Linked DNA regions of Mus musculus: all the other regions are linked to region 1. The links are chromatin contacts, called in public Hi-C and promoter capture Hi-C maps. All regions are on one chromosome and are shown on one strand. Each heading gives the region's core, a stretch centred on a gene start, on an enhancer-like site or on the middle of the called end of the contact. The rest is flanking DNA. Distances are from core to core; before and after follow the strand shown. Region 1 holds the start of Arid4a (AT rich interactive domain 4A (RBP1-like)). Region 2 holds the start of Rps29 (ribosomal protein S29). Region 3 holds the start of Sos2 (SOS Ras/Rho guanine nucleotide exchange factor 2). Region 4 holds the start of Sav1 (salvador family WW domain containing 1).

The links. Promoter capture Hi-C pulls out the DNA fragments that hold promoters and counts their contacts. Hi-C and Micro-C count contacts between places; a contact is called where the count stands out from the background. Capture Hi-C pulls out chosen DNA fragments and counts their contacts.
Region 2: a contact with region 1 is called in a promoter capture Hi-C map of liver, with 6 times the contacts expected there. The contact joins the promoter of Rps29 here to the promoter of Arid4a in region 1. A contact is called at or near these places in 1 of 39 promoter capture datasets (pre-B cells), 1 of 484 Hi-C or Micro-C datasets (B cells) and 1 of 9 other capture datasets (liver).
Region 3: a contact with region 1 is called in a promoter capture Hi-C map of pre-B cells, with 8 times the contacts expected there. The contact joins the promoter of Sos2 here to the promoter of Arid4a in region 1. A contact is called at or near these places in 4 of 39 promoter capture datasets (the C10 cell line, hippocampal neurons, liver and 1 more), 1 of 115 datasets of contacts at active chromatin or transcription factors (astrocytes) and 1 of 9 other capture datasets (liver).
Region 4: a contact with region 1 is called in a Hi-C map of muscle stem cells, with 6 times the contacts expected there. The contact joins the promoter of Sav1 here to the promoter of Arid4a in region 1. A contact is called at or near these places in 3 of 39 promoter capture datasets (erythroid cells, liver and maxillary cranial neural crest), 2 of 484 Hi-C or Micro-C datasets (erythroblasts and muscle stem cells), 1 of 115 datasets of contacts at active chromatin or transcription factors (astrocytes) and 2 of 9 other capture datasets (adipose tissue and liver).

The regions. Positions count from the first base shown.
Region 1 is chr12:71,013,800-71,018,194 of GRCm38.p6, forward strand. It overlaps Arid4a (AT rich interactive domain 4A (RBP1-like)), which reads left to right and starts at 2,168. Exons shown (of 24, transcript NM_001081195.1): 1 at 2,168-2,362; 2 at 3,292-3,349. The coding sequence starts at 3,344. It overlaps 3110056K07Rik (RIKEN cDNA 3110056K07 gene), which reads right to left and starts at 2,024. Exons shown (of 4, transcript NR_045055.1): 1 at 1,708-2,024; 2 at 657-708.
Region 2 is chr12:69,157,099-69,161,493 of GRCm38.p6, forward strand. Rps29 (ribosomal protein S29) reads right to left here and starts at 2,088. Exons shown (of 3, transcript NM_009093.2): 1 at 1,899-2,088; 2 at 1,563-1,662; 3 at 624-723. The coding sequence starts at 1,960. The coding sequence ends at 715. It also overlaps Rn7s1.
Region 3 is chr12:69,679,978-69,684,372 of GRCm38.p6, forward strand. It overlaps Sos2 (SOS Ras/Rho guanine nucleotide exchange factor 2), which reads right to left and starts at 1,875. Exons shown (of 23, transcript NM_001135559.1): 1 at 1,538-1,875. The coding sequence starts at 1,624.
Region 4 is chr12:69,984,352-69,988,746 of GRCm38.p6, forward strand. Sav1 (salvador family WW domain containing 1) reads right to left here and starts at 2,651. Exons shown (of 5, transcript NM_022028.2): 1 at 2,323-2,651; 2 at 1-301. The coding sequence starts at 2,416.

The DNA of each region.
Region 1 (4,395 bases), core at 918-3,417:
TTTTTTGGTTTTTGTTTTTTTCCAGATAGGGTTTCTCTGTGTAGCCCTGGCTGTTCTGGAACTCACTCTATAGATCAGGCTGGCCTCAAACTCAAAAATTTACCTGCCTTTGCTTCCCAAGTGCTAGAATTAAAGGTGTGCGCCACTACTGCCTGGCTAATTTTCTTAAAAAATAAAACTACAACAGAAAGCCAAAATTCTTCCTGCCTAAATACTCACTAATCAGACCTTTCTCAAGAGACTTTTAAATCAGAGTGGTGAACAAAATCAAGAAAATGTTAAGATTCTGACTTAAGACACTGAGTGTTAAAAAGTCTAAGAATCAAAGCTGGGTGGGCATGGTGTGCTGTGGAGCTGAAGCAGGGACGGCAGTTCAAGGTCATGAGCTTGGACTACCAAAATCCTGTCTCCAAAAACCAGAGTCCAGAAAGGAGGAGCCCAGAATGGGTGAGCTTGAATATTAGGGATGCTTTTTATCTGTGGCTTTCTCTAGGGTATAACATCAGGAAGCTAATTAAACCGACTCATTTGAAAGCTTGAACTAACAAAACATCTTCAACAACCAGTCACGTAGCCTAGTATTTGGCTCTAGTCTACAGAAAATCTCAGCACACACCTGTCCCAAGTCACAAGATTTCAAAAGACACAGGACTCACCTCTGTGATACTTTGGGTTGTCATGGAGGTGTCTGTTGTCTTCAGCACAACTCTAGAAAAACAAACAAAAATCCTCAACTGTTTACTCAACCATTTTCTAGTTTTGTGCATCACCAAAACTAAGCAGATTTTAAAAAGATAGACATGACTTAGTAAAACTACCAAAATACACTTCACAATCTTAACAAATTTTGAAAAAACAAAAACAACAAATATTAACTAGTTGATATGGCGTTAGTTCAGACGTACTCAACTGTGCAATTTACTGGGGTTAACATTTCACATTTTAATTTAGGGCATAAGCTGTTGCCCAATTGTTAAGTTTTGTGTCATTTAACAAGACAATGTGCTGACGACAGAATCCATGTCTATCTGGTCCAGAAAACCCTTTCATCTAAGAAACTGTCGTTCCTTCCTGAAGCATTAATACTTTCTTCGAAAAAATAGTATAGTATTCGCCTCATGCAGTGACAAGAGTCGCTTGTCTAAGGTCATAGTGGCAGCAGCGTCTGTCCTGGCAGGCACATTCCTCAGCATTCCGAAAGCCGGGGCTTCCACGTTTCCTCCAAGCTTCACAGTTGGAGGAAATAACTCTTCTTCCCCACGCAAGACGTTTCTAGAAACCACACCTCCTCCGTCTTTTACCAAGGTGGCTGCCACCTTGGGCCCCTGGTGTCTGCAGACCGCAACCCAGCTTCCGAAATGCAATGTCAAAGGGAGACAGAGCTATGCCGGGAGGAAGGGGGGGGGGTGTCAGTAAAATCCCGCCATCCCGAGTGAAGGGGCGCAAAGGGCCGCTTACTCACCTACACGTGCGCCCCCGACCTCGCCCCCTTCCTCCACGCCCCCCCAGCCACGCTCCGCCGCCGGCGGACAGCGGCTCCCATGGCCGCCCTCGCTTCCGGTGCTCCCAGCGCTGCGCCACCCCCGAGGCCACCCGACACCGGGAGCCTCCGACAGACCTCTCGGACGACTCCGTGACTCCTCCACCCTTCGCTAGGCGTTGTCCTGGAGGGAAGGGTAAGCCGGTGCCACACTGAAATAAACCTACCCGAGAGAGTCCGCGTCCTTCCCTCCAGACACAGAAAATGGGATAGAGCTGCGGGCTGCTGCTGCCGGGACAAAATGGCGCCGGGGAACCGGTTAGGCGCAGGCGCCTGGGGAAGAGCCGGCTCCGCCCCCGTGAAAAACCCTGGCTGCAGTTCTGGATTCCGTTTCCATGGGACACGCCACCGCCCAATCCTCGTGCGGAACTGCTCTTCCTGACCCCTTGTTCTCCAATCAGTGTTCAGTCAAGCACATCCGGAGTCGGCTCCTCCAATCAAATTTTTGGGCTCTCTTACTCAATCCTCTATCCTCCAATAACGTGCGTGTTCGGATACAGCCAATCAGAAGTGGAAGCTATCCTACCTGCTGTTTTCCGCACCAATCATGGAAGTTTCCCAGCTACATCCAATGAGAAAGGCAGACAGCGAGCTCCAATCCGAAGCTATTCGGCGTCATGAGCAGCCAATAGGAGTTCGTGTAGAAGCGAGTCTGCTCAACAGCTTGTTATTTGGTGGATTGTGGCAGTAAATCGGGGCGAGTGGGGGAACCCGGCGCAGGAACTGCCGCTGCGGCCGGGAGCGGTGCTGCCCGGACGGGGACCCACGGCGATCAGTGGGGCGGCAGACTGGAGAGCTGACAGCGCTCTGCACCCGCAGTAGGTAGGTAGTCAGCGGGGGCCGCTGAATGGGCAAAGCGGCGGGAGCAGCTGCTGCCGCGATGGGGTCCCGGTGCAGTTGGGAGCTCCGCAGGCTGAGAGGGGGATGCAGGGCGGGCTGTGCCCGGGGCGCCGGGCAGCGATCGGGTCCTGGAGTCGCGGCGGCAACTGCGGGCACGACCGCCTCCGCCGCCTCCCCGGGAAAATGGCTGTGGGGCTGGCCGCGCCGCTAAGTTTGCTTTGGAGGAGCGGGCTGCCGGGAGAACCGGCCCCCAACTCTGCTGTGCTTCTTTGGCGAGGACCCGCTGCTGGACCGCGGAGATCGGGGTGCCCGCGCCTCTCCGGGCTGTACAAAAAGTTGAGGCGGGCGCGGGAGGAGACGGCCGCTGCGGCGGTGCGGCTCGCTCCCCTCCCACACCCTGTCCTGCCGCCTCCCCGCCCCGCGCCTCCCCCGCCGGGTCCCCCCGCGCCGGCCGCCGCCGCAGGCCGCCGCCCCTGCCCCCCGGGTGAAGGAGCGCTTCTCCTTCCTGACATGGTGCAGAGCGGAGGCAGGAGAGCAATGGCGCCGTGACACTCCGTTGCCGCCGCCGCGGGCCGGGCCGGGGCGGGCCAAGGGGGCCGAGCGGCGGAGGCGGGGCGCGCGCTAGAGTCGGGGCCCGGCGGGGCGCGGACCCGGGAGGCCGGGGCGCAGGGGGCTGCGAGTGGCCGACGAGGCGGGGGCGCGGTGGGCCGGCCGGCCGGGCAGGGGCGGGACGCGCTGCCCTTTGGCGCGCGTGGGGCTCACTGCCCGCCAGGCTTTGGCTGCCCGACGGGGGTCTGTCCCGGGGGCCGCGGAGCTCGGCCCCTCCCCGCCTGCATTTGTTTACTTTCTTTCCGGGTCTCACCCCGCCTTGGACTGATCCTCTGCCTCTCTTTTCCCTGCTTTGGCTCTAGCGCCCGGGAAGAGAACTCGAGGAAGCTGGAACCCCACAGGTCACCAGTCAAGATGAAGGTAAGTGGAGCCAACTCTTCTTCTTAGCCTTGTGCCCCGGACGCTGCCAGTCCGGAGGCTGCAGTTGTGGAATGGCAGCTTTTTGTTACTTAGAATTGATTTCTTTACTAAGAAGCACTTTAAGGAAAATGACATGTGAATGGGTGAGGGGTGTGTGTGTGTGTGTGTGCGTGTTCGAATGTGTGTGTGTGTGTGTGTGTATAAATGCAGGCGGTCCAACACTCTCTAGCAGTTAGCACTTTGAGAAGATCGGTGCAGTCTTTCGATTTTCAAACACTTCAGTGTCAAAAACACCTTTCAAGAAGAAAAGCTTTTGTCCTGCTTTGGTTTTTGCAAGGTTTTTTTGTTTTGCTTTGCTTTTGCTTTCTTTAAAACCTATACTTCCCCCTTTCCACTACCAATGCCATTTTCTAAAAGACATGTTATGTAGCTTGAGTAAGAGAGATAGTTCTGTATATTTTTGGGGAAAGAAAGTAAACTAAGGTGATGACAATATTTAGATTGATTAGTTCAGTCTTCATAATATATATCTTAAAACGTGGATTCTATGTGTAGCTTTTGAAGCTTCCTAATCTTACAAACATCAGTGGCAGCCTGCTTGAAGGGAAAGAAAGCTTTCATAACATTCCTCAGAATTCGGTAGGATACTGTGGCTCTTGTTTGTTTCTGGTCAGATACTTACCAAAAAGTATTCCTCTTCATTTTTTATTCTTTTTAAGTAGACTGACATTTAAACGTGCATGATTAACGTTGTACTTAGTGTTCGGTGTGTGTGTGCGTGTGTGTAAATAGAAAATATATAGTTGTTTTTGTTTCGGTTATTTTGAAACAGTATACTTTACCCGGGCTAGCCTGGAACTCACGATGTAGACTCTCAAGGCTGACCTTGAACTCCCTTGACGTCCTCCTGCGTCTGCCCAAGTGCTGGCAGGATGAGCATGCTATACCATTGCCTGACTCGGTTTAAGTATATTACTTTCTGAAATTCTCAAACTTCCTCTTATATATTTTTTTTTATTTTGGAGTGACACAACTTCCTTTAATAT
Region 2 (4,395 bases), core at 838-3,337, 1.9 Mb before region 1:
AAATCTTACTTTCCCAGTCACATCTAAGTCAGATGCACTCAATATCGCTTACTCCCTGCTTGGACCAAATCCCACACTTGTTGGTCCATGTAGCCCAGGCTGACCTGGACTTCTGAAGGCAAAACCTTCAACTCTTGCTTCTCCTGCCTCCACCCTGAAGGCTAGGATCAGTAGCACAAACCACACCCTGCTTAGATCTCCACCCTCATCCTGCTTTGCTAAACTCCTAAGTCTTTAAGTATACTCACTCAGAAGAGAGCTGAAGATAACAGCCTTTATACTCAGTTCCCGCTCTTCTGCACTCCAATTTTAACAAGCATTTCTAGAAAGCTGTACTGGTTGTGACAGGCATTCAAAACCAAGCTCATCAATACTGACTCCTCTGCAAACCTGTCTTCAGTCCTGCAATTCTACACTTGCTCCAGTCAAAACCCTTGGGATCCTAACTACTTGGACCTTCCCCTAATTAACTACCCAAACCACTCCAACCTGTGCCACCCAAGATCACTTGGGAGGTTCTAACTGTCCTGGTTCCGTTTCCTCTTGCCTCAAACTCATTTTTGCCTCAGCTTGCAACTCTACATTTTTGCTTCCCTTTTCTAAACAAAACACACACACAGGAATTAAAGTTCTTCACATTTTTATTCTTTGTGTACAAAGACTAGCATGATCGGTTCCACTTGGTAGTAGTCAGTCGAATCCATTCAAGGTCGCTTAGTCCAACTGAAAAGAAAAAAACAAAACGGAGTCTATTACTTAGACTGTGATTCTGGCATTTATTTCCACTGGTTCCCCCTAGTTATTCCCCGATACAAGACCACACAAAATTACATTAACCATGTCATGTACTCCGGAGTTACTAAATAGCCCGTTTCTGCAGTTCATCTTAACCCGAAAAAACCTAGACCAGACGGAGGAGGGACCGATCCTGACACACTTGAGTCATTCAAGTCTCTAAACTGTAAGGCTAGGCTTACAGTAACTATTTCATCAATAATGTAAGTCTGAGCTTAAAACTCTCTGCTGCACCTCAGCAGTGTCAAATACCATGCAGGCCCATTAAACACAAGTTTATTTAAAACTGGTCCCGCAGCTGGGTGTGATGCACACCTTTAATCCCAGCAGAGAATCTGTGTTCCAGGACAGCCAGGGCTACGGAGAAACCCGGTTAAAATACTTTTTAAAAAAATTGGTACAAATAAAAAGCAGATGAAATATATATACAGTGGTTTTGACCAAAAAAGGAGACTTTTGAGACATCAACCTTAGAACAAATAAAAAGCCAAAACCCTGGCTAAAACATAGCAGTGTGTTCACTAGATTCACTTAGGTTTCGGTGTGTGAAGTCTAGAGCTCTTCCCAGTATGATCAAACATCCTGGGCCAGAAATTTAAGACACGTATTGGGTTAGGAATATTCAGTTACTATGTAGAAACTGCACCACCTCCTACCCACCTGACACCTAAATCTGACCAGGCATTAAACCCTTCACCCTTCCCTTCTGGAACTCTTAAAACCCTCCGCTGTGTGCATCGTGGACGGCAGCGACCAACCGCGCGTACCTTAATGAAGCCTATGTCCTTCGCGTACTGCCGGAAGCACTGGCGGCACATGTTCAGCCCGTATTTGCGGATCAGACCGTGGCGGTTGGAGCAGACGCGGCTGGGAGGAGGAAGGACAAGGAGATGGCCTTAATGGAGCCGCCACAGTAAGGTACAGCACTCCTCAGCTTCCCCACCACCCGCAGCAGGGCCCGCCCGGCCCGGCCTAGCTAAGCCCGTAATGGCGACGGCAGCACCGAACGCCCTGCGCGCCGCCCGCGGGCCTTGAATTTCCGACACCCAGTCACCAACAATGGCCCTTCCCTCTAACCGCGGTCTCCACAACCCGCTCCTCACCAAGAGCGGGAACCCTGGCCGAACTTCCGTGGGTGACTCCAGTAGAGCTGCTGGTGACCCATCTTGCCTTCAGACGCCCAACGAGGAGAAAGGAACGAGTCGGCTCGCGCAGGCGCTCTTCAAAGTTTTTTGGAGCTACACGCTACCCAGAATACAACGCTAAGACGTGACGCGTACGCCGTGCGACAACATTGGTCCGCGTGCTCTGAGTGACATTTCTAAGGCTGGCTGGGCGGGCACAGTGAGTGACGTCACGGCCCGCCGCAGCTCTAGTATCTCCCCGTCGCTCTCAGCGCTCGCCGGGCGCGGTGGCGCACGCCTGTAGTCCCAGCTACTCGGGAGGCTGAGACAGGAGGATCGCTTGAGTCCAGGAGTTCTGGGCTGTAGTGCGCTATGCCGATCGGGTGTCCGCACTAAGTTCGGCATCAATATGGTGACCTCCCGGGAGCGGGGGACCACCAGGTTGCCTAAGGAGGGGTGAACCGGCCCAGGTCGGAAACGGAGCAGGTCAAAACTCCCGTGCTGATCAGTAGTGGGATCGCGCCTGTGAATAGCCACTGCACTCCAGCCTGGGCAACATAGCGAGACCCCGTCTCTTTTTGGACACTTAATAATATTAACATTATTCTCACTTTCTTTTTAATTCACCCTTTTCTCATATAATACATTTCAACCTTAATTTTTTACATTGTCTTAACACAAACGTTCGCTTACAAACGTGATTTTTTTTTTCCTTTACTCACTACTGACACCTACTGGCGTGAAATTATATGACAACTTAAATCAAGTGTAATGAGTAAGAGTCAACGATAGGGGCCTCTTATTAAATCTTTTGACCTCATATACTCCAAAAAGAAATCCACATCATTCCATGGATGGAAAATAGGGTCTTACGTATATGTGAGTATACCACCCTTGATACCTAAATATAATCGCCTACATTTACTTTTCATTTGTTTTTGTGTAGACAAGACTGGCCCAAGACTCTCATTTTGCCCATAATAGACTCACACTCCCTATCCTAATGTCTCAGCCTCTAATAATGGGCTTGCTTGTGCCACCAAACGCAGGCTAAGTGGATGAATATGAAGAAAAGTAATATAAAATAAAAGTTGTTTTCATCAGATAATTTAATAGCAAAACAAGTAACGACAAACTTCAAAAGACAAATTTATAAAAAATAAAAAATATATAAAATAAAAATAAAACCTAAAATTGCACAAAGCCCTGCCCCCTGAAATAAAAGCTTTAACTAAATCTAGAATGTAGCAGAGTAAAATTAAGAAAAAAAGCCTTTTGTAGAAGACTTTTAATAGAAACTTTAAAAAAAACTTTAAAGTATGCTACTTCAAAATTTTGGTAGACAATCCTTACCCAATTATTTCATAATGAAAGAGTCACAGATTTAAAGACCAGATATAATTTAATGTCTGTTGTCAGTCTTCAAATCTAGTGTTTTACACAAACACACACACACATATACACATATACAAATACACACACACATATACACATAAACAAACACACACACCGCGATTCCCTCACCTTTTCAATTCCAGTTCTGTTGTTGTTGTTGATCTATCTCTCTGTCTTGCTTTGACAACATGTAATACAACTAAACAAACGGGAGAACACAGGAGGGTACTGTTGCTAGACAGAGTAAGAAGATAACGCTGCTGAAGGACACAGCTCACTGGTGCCTTATTTTTCCTCTCATCAATCAGTACCTGTTACTATTACTGGGATCACTGCTTTGCCAAAACAGGTAGCCATGCCCTTCCTGGCTAGCCAGGCCTTCTGGAAGAGTCTGGCTAGACTGTTCACTGCCTTTTCTTGGGATCCAAAGAGCATTTGTGTTTTCCTAGCTACCCCTGACAGATTGGCTAGCATCGTGACAATAAGTTTCTGCCAGGGGCTGGTGAGATGGCTCAGTGGGTAAGAGCACTGACTGCTCTTCCAAAGGTCCTGAGTTCAAATCCCAGAAACCACATGGTGGCTCACAACTACCTATAATGAGATCTGACGCCCTCTTCTGGTGTGTCTGAAGACAGCTATAGTGTACTTATGTATAATAATAAATAAATATTTAAAAAAATAAGTTTCTGCCAATCTGGAAAATAGATTTCTGCAGGTTTGAGTGTACACATCTGCCAATTTACTGATAGTTGCCAAACTTTGATTTATTATATTGGATCGACATCATTAAGAGTTAAAGTCCCAACCTTTTTTTTTTTTTTAAGGAAGAGGGGGTTGCTAAAGGTTGAATCTAAGATCTCACACTTGCTACCCAAGCACTACCACAGAGGTCAAACTTCCACTGCTTTCAGTAACAATCAGTGTTTTCTATACTCTTACACATCGTAGAGCTTTAGGTAAAAACCAGATAGAAAACCAATTCCAGCTGGGTGAGGAGTTAATCCCAATATCTGAGAGGTAAAATCAGGAGAGTCTCTGAGCTGGAGGTCAGCCAGGGATAAGGAGTGAGACCCTGTCTCAA
Region 3 (4,395 bases), core at 625-3,124, 1.3 Mb before region 1:
ACCCATTGCCATTCTGGGAGGTAGAAGGGTTAATTACTATCCACGTATTTCCCCTTTGCGTTTGATTCAAAACAGAATTATCACTATTCAATGTGCTTTCCATTTCCACAGAGTTCTTTTTAAAGACATGATTTGGTGTGTGCCCCCAAGGAAACCAGTAATCACCTCCTTATGAGAATTATGACAATGGAAAATTTGAAATTCTGAAGAATACAAGGAAATGTTTTTACCATTAAAGTGGACTTGTCTTTCCACTCCTAGACATGTATGATGAATTCTTTTTCAAGTGCAGTTGTTGTTGTTAGTGTGAGTCTGTCTGTCTGTCCGTCTGTCTGTCTGTGAGTGTGTACGAGTGTGTGTAGGGAGTCAGTTCTCTCCTTCCCCCCTGGGTTCTGCACATGAACTCAGGAACCCAAAAGGTACTTTTACTCCTTACATCTTACATTCTCCCTCAATTGTGGTATTTTACCTAGTGGAGGTTTCTTATTAAAGTGTGTGTGTGTGATATATGTGTTAGTGGCATGTGTGTGTGTGTGTGTGTGTGTGTGTGTGTGTGTGTGTGTGTGTGGTGAGGGCCTGCATGAAGGCCAGGACAGCTTTGTGGAGTCAGTTCTCCCCTATCACCTTTACGTGGATTCCAGGAATGAAATTCAAGCCATCAAGCTTGTGTTGTTGGACCGCAAATCACCTTCCCTAACGAGTCTCTTGCTGGCCCAGAGCAACAAAGAGAATGGCATAATTACCTAACTTCATATAAGACTAGCACCAACCAATCGGAGACACGCACCCTAGCAATGTATCTAATCTCCAAAGATTGATTAGCAACGAGCCACCTCCCCCCCCCCGCCCGCCCCCGCAACTGTCCCTTAAAAGTGGTTATTGCAAGTCCTCGTCGCTGTGAAGAAACTGACCACATTTTGTGAGGCAATCTTTGTATTCAGGTAAGACTTCTGCAGGAAGTGGGGAGGCGCTTTAGATTCACCCCAAGAGCTGGAGAACGAATACTATGACTCACTGACACTTCACACATGGGAAACACACATCCATATTAGCGAAAACAGCACAGCCTCAACAGGCGAATGGGCGAGCGTAGCAAGCAAGCCGCCCGAGGCGAGCACCCCCAGCCCCAAGAACTTAATTCAAAGTAGCCTCTCGGTCCAAAATTGCGCATTTGTTTTAGAAACGAAAAAAACCAGTGGGACTCTGTGTTGCCAGAATCCAGCCTGAGGACAACGCATTGGTCAACGGCGGAAGTTGCCTGACGAAATGACTGTAAGATGAAATCCAGTTTTATGATCATAACAAAACCTTCCTTCCGGGACCAGGCCAAAAAAGAAAGTTGAGAAAACGTCCTTCGGGATGCAACAGGCAATTAGGAGCGCCCGCAGCCCGGCCAGAGAAGGCTCGGCCGCGGCACGCGGGGCGGGCGCGAGCCGTGCTCCCCGCTCCTCGCTCTCCCCGTTACAAGTTGTGCGAGCTCCGGGCCCGGCCCCCCAGCCCGTCGCCCCGCGGCACCTCCCTCGGCCCCAGCACTGACCTTCCGCAGGGCCGGGACCAATAGTCCCCGCCATTTCGGGCTGTTTTCTTCGCTGAAGAACTCGTAGGGCTGCGGCGCCTGCTGCATGGCCCCGGCCGCAGCGCCTCCGCATCGGAGGCCGGGCCGGTGGCCTGACAGGCAGGGCGCCGGCCGCCTCGCCTCGCCTCGCCCCGGCCGCCGCCTCCCGCCCGGGCCGCAGCTCCGGCCGAGCGCTCGGGGGCGGCGCCGGCGGGCGGGCGTTCGCCGAGGCTTGGCGGCCCCGCAGCCCCGAGGAAGCGCGGCGGCCCGAGGCGTCCTGCTGTCCCCGCGGCGCCGGCCCGCTGGCCCGAGGCTCCTCCTCCTTTGTCTGGGTGCGCAGCGCGGGGCACCGCCGGCCTCGCCCCCGCCCCGACTCCCGCTACGGCCGCGGCGGGCAGACAGCGGCGGCCCGCAGCGTCCTCATCGCCTCCCCCGCCCTCCGCGCAGCCGCCGCTACCGCCGCCGCCGCCGCCGCCGCCACCGCCGGGTCCGCCCGAGTCACCTCCAGAGGGCCCTCGGGGCCGAGCGGGCGCGCGTGTCCGGCGTGCACGGCACTGGCCGCCGCCGCCGCCGCCGCCCCTCCAGCCCCGCCGGCCGCCGCCGAGCGCCCGGTGCCTGCAGCGGCGGCTCGGCTCGGCTCGGCCCCGCGCTCGCTCTCCCGAGTCTCTGGAGAAGACCAGCACGGAGCATGCGCGCCGCCGAGCGGGCCGAGGCGTCTGGTGCGGGGCCCCGGGGCCGGGAGGGTAATCGGTCTCTCCTGGGAACGTGCACGGGGCGGGGTGGCTCTTCCAGACGAACTCGGCAGCGTTCCGAGTCCTGGCAGACAATCCTGATTCGGTACAGCCCTAGGGGACCCCCGAGCCCGTGACTGCAGCTCTGGGAGGCAGAACACAGATGTGGGGAGAAAAGGACATTTGGGCTGATAGGATATTTATTTAACGTGTGCTCTGTGTGGCTCCTTTGTATATTTAGGTGATAGTGGCTATTCATAAAGTCACATTGTAGGGTCATGGGAAGCTCTTAGCGCACGTTGAAGGGCCAGATGACTTCAGTTCGAGGTCTTTCACCTAGAGTCCCTATGGATCAAAAAAAAAAAAAAAAAAAAAGTATCCAAAAACTTTCAGATATTGTTCTTAGGTTAATCATGTTCAAATCCTTTCCACTTAAGGTTCTACAGAACCTGGATCCTGCGATACAGTCACACTAATTAGCATTAAAAAAAAAAAACCTAAAAATCCTCTGTCCCTATGCTTTTTTAAGTTGAAGGGGCATGTACTTTGGAAACTTTTTCACTAACCCAAATTTCATCCCACTAAAATCGCTGAACAGATTGCTCCCAACGGGCTGTAAACAGTCATGCTGCCAGCCACCGAAGTGAGGAAGGGAACAGAAGAACAGACTGGAAAAGATAACTTGTGTAGTAATTTCAGCTCCAGAATCAGTGGGTGAACATTGTTCTCCCCCAAACACAACACCATTTTGACTTCATAAAGTAAAAATGGCAACTAAATACTTAAAGAGATCGGAGGTTTCCGTTTTGTTTTGTTTTTGGTTTCTTTTTTAATCTAAGTATCCACAGTGTTTAAAAAAAAAAAAGTCCTCTGGGGCTGTCGAGGAAAAGGTACCTGCTTCGCTTCCCAAGGCTGACAACCTGCGTTCCACCCCTGGAACCCACGTGAAGGAAAGAACCGGCTTCGCAAGGTTGTTCCCTGACCTGTCTACATCTGAAATGTGGCATATGTGTGTCCTCGCACACGCGTGTGCCTACATAATAACACTAAAGTTGTTTCTAATAAAAGTTCTAAAGTTGTCTTCTAATAAATGGCCATGTTCATAGTCCCATGTACTAAATACACTCTGGTTTATAGAGAAAGCTTATTTTTCCTAAAGTTCCTAGACCCTAGCTATAAAACACGAAGCTGTCAAATTATCAGACTGCAATTGTATTTTCTCATAGGAAAGTCATTGGTGGGAAGTTTTATTCTTGGCAAAGGCTATTGGAAGGCTCCCCTGAGCTTAATCTGGCCTGAAGATGTATTTGTTTCGCCAAGTATTAAGAATTTTTAATTGGTATTACCATTTTAAAGTCGATAGCTTTTTTTTTTTCTTGTCTATTTCCAGCTTCTCTTGACAAAGATCTGGCAACAACGTGGCCTACTGCATCTATGCAAAGAAACGAGCAGGCAGTGCAGAGGCCGTCCTCTTTATAGAAGTGTGCCACCCATTTCCAGTTGGCTGTCCTCCCGATCTGGCACCGTTCCCCTTTTACGTAACCTGCCTAGCCTCTACAGGCATCGGCCCTGTGATCTCTGGGCTAGGCAAACAGAAACGGATCCACATGGTGCAAAGGGTCCAAGAATGACACCAGAGAGTTTTCCCAGCCAGACAAGTGACCATCTAAAGACAAACAGAAACTGTTGAATCCATATCTCATACTCAGGCAGAAATGCCAATAGGTCAAAGGTTTACATGTATAAAAAAGGGATTCCAAATGACCTCAGAATAAAAAAAAAAAAATAAGATGACTTTTATATATATCACAAAAATCTAGACTGACATAGATTTTTTTAATGCCTGGGGGGAAAACCCACAAGTCAAGCTAAAAGGCAATGACAAGCTAGAAACACACACACACAACTACAGCAATTCATTTTTTGAGCTAACTTCCCTGCAAATTAGTAGAATTAAACCTCAAAGGGGGGGGGGGGAATGAGAGGAAAAAGACTGAAAAAGCTATCTCACACACACACACATAAAGAGAATGGGTATCTCTTAAAAATAAACACTAAACTTCATTCATATTAAGAGAAATACAAACTTACACTGGTACCATTTTGCAC
Region 4 (4,395 bases), core at 1,401-3,900, 1.0 Mb before region 1:
GAGCCAGAGTCTCCATTCTCAACAGCAAAGTTAACTTCTGTCAAAAATGACTGTGATGAGCCACACTCTCGAGGGACATCTGCTAGGCTCCTGACAAGGTAAGAAGGGGCAGACAGTCTGTGGCTTTCTCTTCTCATTACTTCATGAGGTGTCCTTTGAATTGCAGTTCTCAGGAAACTCTGGTTTCTTGAAACTACACCATCTCCAGAAGCTGAGAAAGCAGTAGCACTTGAATCTGGAAGACAGAGGTCAGTCCGTCTGGGAATTGTTGGACCGTGCCGAATGAATGAAGGCATGAGATCTATAATAAAACAAATATAATCACCATTGCATTAAGTCAGTACACTCGTCTAAAGTTATTTATGTCTACTATCCTGAGATCAAAATATCAAACAAAAGGGCATAAGAAAACAGATTTTAAATTTTAAGACAATACTAGAACTTTAAATGAAGATTATTTTCCCAAGCAAATACATTTATAATCTGCATTAATATGCAGGTGTAAACTCAGCTACAAACGAATGGATGCTGCATATTGCCATACATGATACAATGTCACTAAGCTGAAAGTAACCTAACAAACCAATTCCTTTACCAGCATCATGTATGACTACAGTTTGGTGTTTTCACTTGATTTAAGTATCACCAAGAATCTTTCTTCACAAACACATCTCATTAAAATAAAATTTAAAGAAAAAACCGCAAAGTCAGATTTCCTGTAAAAGACTTTTTTATTGGTAATTTTTTTTTTTTTGTCTTTCTATCAGGAATTACCCGGTTCTAAGCACAATTATCAAAACTAGAAAGCAAGACCTTTCAGTGTGGAAACTGAAAAATAAAGTCATCTACTTCCAAAGATGCACACAAACCCTGGATCTACTGAAAAAGCCTGGAAAGAATTATGGCTCCTTTAAAAGCAGATAACCCAAACCAAGGTCATGGCTGCTGATTTGAATGTGCAAACAGCTTTCATGTTCTTAGAAAGCAACTACCTTTAAAATATGAAACCTGGATATAGAACACATTTTCTGAATTCATTAAATCAATGTCACTAAGGGTGTCAGAAGCTAACACTACAGTAACTTAATATTGGAATAATTAACTGTCGATGACACAAATTCTGTATGGAGTCACTCACTAAAAGACTCAACAAGTGGCATGACTTCAAATGATGCTTAATAAACTTTATTTGCAGCAAAAAGCAAGCTATCACCTAAAAAAAACAGAAAAACAAGCTCTTAAAAATGGTTTCAGTTACTGACACATCCACCCCACCAACTGTGTTGTCTAGCACTCCAACTACTAACAGAACCTGTAAGGCTGGACACATGGTCACAATGGAAAAATATGCTCTCCACCCCTTTCTGCGGGATCTTGGGCAAATACTAGGAACCCCTGTGAGCAGCTTTCCCAATTACAATATGAGGTAATGCTTAATTTAAGTCACACGGTTACTTCCAGTTTCCAAGAAGGAAACTTACACAAGGGGTCCAGCTCCTAGAATGAGAACCAAAGGATTAGCTCTCTGACTACCCAAGAATTTTAAAAAAGGAGAATCAAGGCGTTCAAGTTAAAAACTCAAATATTTTAAACGGAGAAGAAAAGCTACGTACGGGAGGGGACGGAACATATGTCGGAAAGAGGAATAAAGTTAGGAACTTGCCTGGTATGGCTGAAATTATTCTGAATACTTTGCTTTTTTTAATTTTAGGAGCAAAGCCTAATCCAAATACGTTAATGGCTTGTCTACTCTGGGAAATGAAAAGACTCTGGGTAGTGGCTACAAGTATCAGGTTCTTTGCCTCACAAGTCTGTGTCCCGCTGAAGGACTAAGGAATCCAGTCTCTCTCTCGTGTGTGTGTGTGTGTGTGTGTGTGTGTGTGTGTGTGTGTGTGTGTGTGTGTGTGTGTGTGTGTGTGTGTGTTACTTAGGGCGCTGGTAGTGGCTACAAGTATCAAGTCTCTCGTGTGTGTGTGTGTGTGTGTGTGTGTGTGTGTGTGTGTGTGTGTGTGTTACTTAGGACGCTGGTAGTGGCTACAAGTATCAAGTATCAGGTTCTTTGCCTCACAAGTTTGTGTCCCGCTGCAGGACTAAGGAAGGAATCCACTCTCGCGTGTGTGTGTGCGTGTGCGAGTGCGTGAGCCGACGAGTGGCGCTGCGATGGTCGCAAACGCGGGGCCCGGACGTACCCAGCAGAGAGGTGCCCGGGTCGAAGCACTTTTTCCCCAACACCACGGACAGCCATGCATTTCCCAGAGTCGGTCTTCCAGCACCACCCGAGGCTGCGCCGGGTCCCCACCCGCCACCGCCCACGACACTCACTCCGCAGCAGGGGCGACGTCTCCTTCTTCACGTACTTGCCCTGCACCTCGGCCGGCTTAGACACCTCGTTTTTGGTTTTCTTGCGGGACAGCATCCTCGCGGACGACTCCCGCCGCCGCCCCAGCAGCCTCGCTAGGGCCGCGAGCCTGCCGCCCGCCGCCGCCTCCCGGGCCGCCGCCGCCGCCTTCGCCTCGGGTCTCCGCCGCCCGCGCCCGCCCGCAGGCTCCGCCGCATGTTGGCCGCGCTAAGCGCGCCCGCCGCCGCTCAGTCGCAGGGCAGCTCCTCCCGGGAAGTCAGCCGGCTCAACGACGCCGCCCGAGGCCGCCTTGGGACAGGGCCGCGGCCGCCCACCAGGGCCATGGTCCGCCGCCCGGAGCCGCTACCGCTGCGGCCACCGCCTACGTCCGGTAAACTTTCCCCGCGCCGCTGGGAATGCTGGGAAAGCCGACGCGCACGGGCCGCCCCTCCCCCGCCGGGCGCGGACGCGGCTGCGTGCGGCGACTCGCGACGGGCGGGCGGCTAACGGGCCGGGTGTGGCGACCATCGCGGCCCTCAGTGCGGCTGCGCGGGCCGGCTCCCGCCGCTGGGGAGCTGGAGTCCGGGCGGTCCGGAGCCCGCTGGGCGGCGAGCGGCTCTCGCCTTGGACTTGCCTACCGCCCTGCTTCCCGCAACCGCAGCCGCGTGTCCTGGTTGCTGAGGGAAGGCAGCCCTCGGGTGTGCTGGGACCGCGAGGGCTACACCTAGTAACACAGATGACTCTTCTGGTGACAGCGTGACTACTGTAAAAACTGAGTCTCCGTTTCTTCTGTCCTCTTATTATCTCCCCCAACCCTTGGTAGCCCACCCCCTTTTGTGCCCCCCATCCCCATCCGCGCTTTCGGATTAAAAAAGAAGATGGAGTTTCTACAGCTCCTAAGATAAATTTGACGTTAGTGTATTTATTTCATCATTTTAATATGTATTCTTAATAACCACATGCCTTCTCTTGCAGTTAAGTCTTAGAATTTTGAAGCCTTTGAGCACCAGAGTTCAGAACTGGGAGTTTTCTATCTAATATATCAGATTCTACTTTGTTCTCTTTAACTCGCTCAGGTACACAGAATAACTTGGAGAATAAGATTGGGACTCACTCCTCTTGATCAAAGTAAGGCTTTCATAATGAAGAGAATGTGCTTAAAACACAGAAGCAAAACACCAACCTCAGAACAAGACACCAAACTGCTCTTTTTTTTAGCCATGCACAAAGACATTTAATCAGTTGTCTGTCTCCTGTGTTTTTATGAAATGTTTCCTTGTTAAAGGTCCCTATAATCCTATAACAAATATTTTATTGAGCACCCAGCATCCAAGGTGCTGTTTTAGGTGTCTGGGATATAACAACAAAGGTCCTGCGGTTATGGGGAAGAGAGATCACAAAAAATAAAACTAGTAAGCCATAGTATGTAACAGAGTGAGCGCTGAAGGAAGCATAAACAAGAGAGATCCCACAGCTTGGAAAGGGGGTCGGATAATGAAGCCAGTGAGAAGGCAATGCTGGAATTAGCTTGCTATGGTGCTATCTGGAGTGAGGCCTCAGAAGAGCAAATGCAAGTCACTGCAAGTGGTCGTGTTTCTGGCTCATTGTAGGAATAGGAAGAGGGTCACGTAGCTGGAACTGGAACAGAGAAGAGTAGAGGGAAATGAAGTTCCTTGGTAACTGGCCACCCACCTAGGCCTTTGGAGTAGAGGAGAGACGTATTTAATGCGATCACTTTGGATGCTGTGTGAGAGTAGACTGAATGGGGGAGTGGGGTTTCAAAATAAGGGAGGTGATAAAAAAATATTGCTAGCATGCATATGGATAAAGGCAGCAGGACAAGCGCTAAGTGATTGTAGGCATTTTAGAGTTGCAGCAGGGTTTGCTGACAGATTGATTATGGCATAAGAGTAAAAAAAAAAAAAGCTAGAGAAAGGACCCAAGGAGCTGAAGGGGTTTGCAGCCCATAGCAACAATATGAACTAACCAGTACTCTCAGAGCTCCCAGGGACTAAATCACCAACCAAAGATTACTCATGGTGGGACTCATAGCTCCA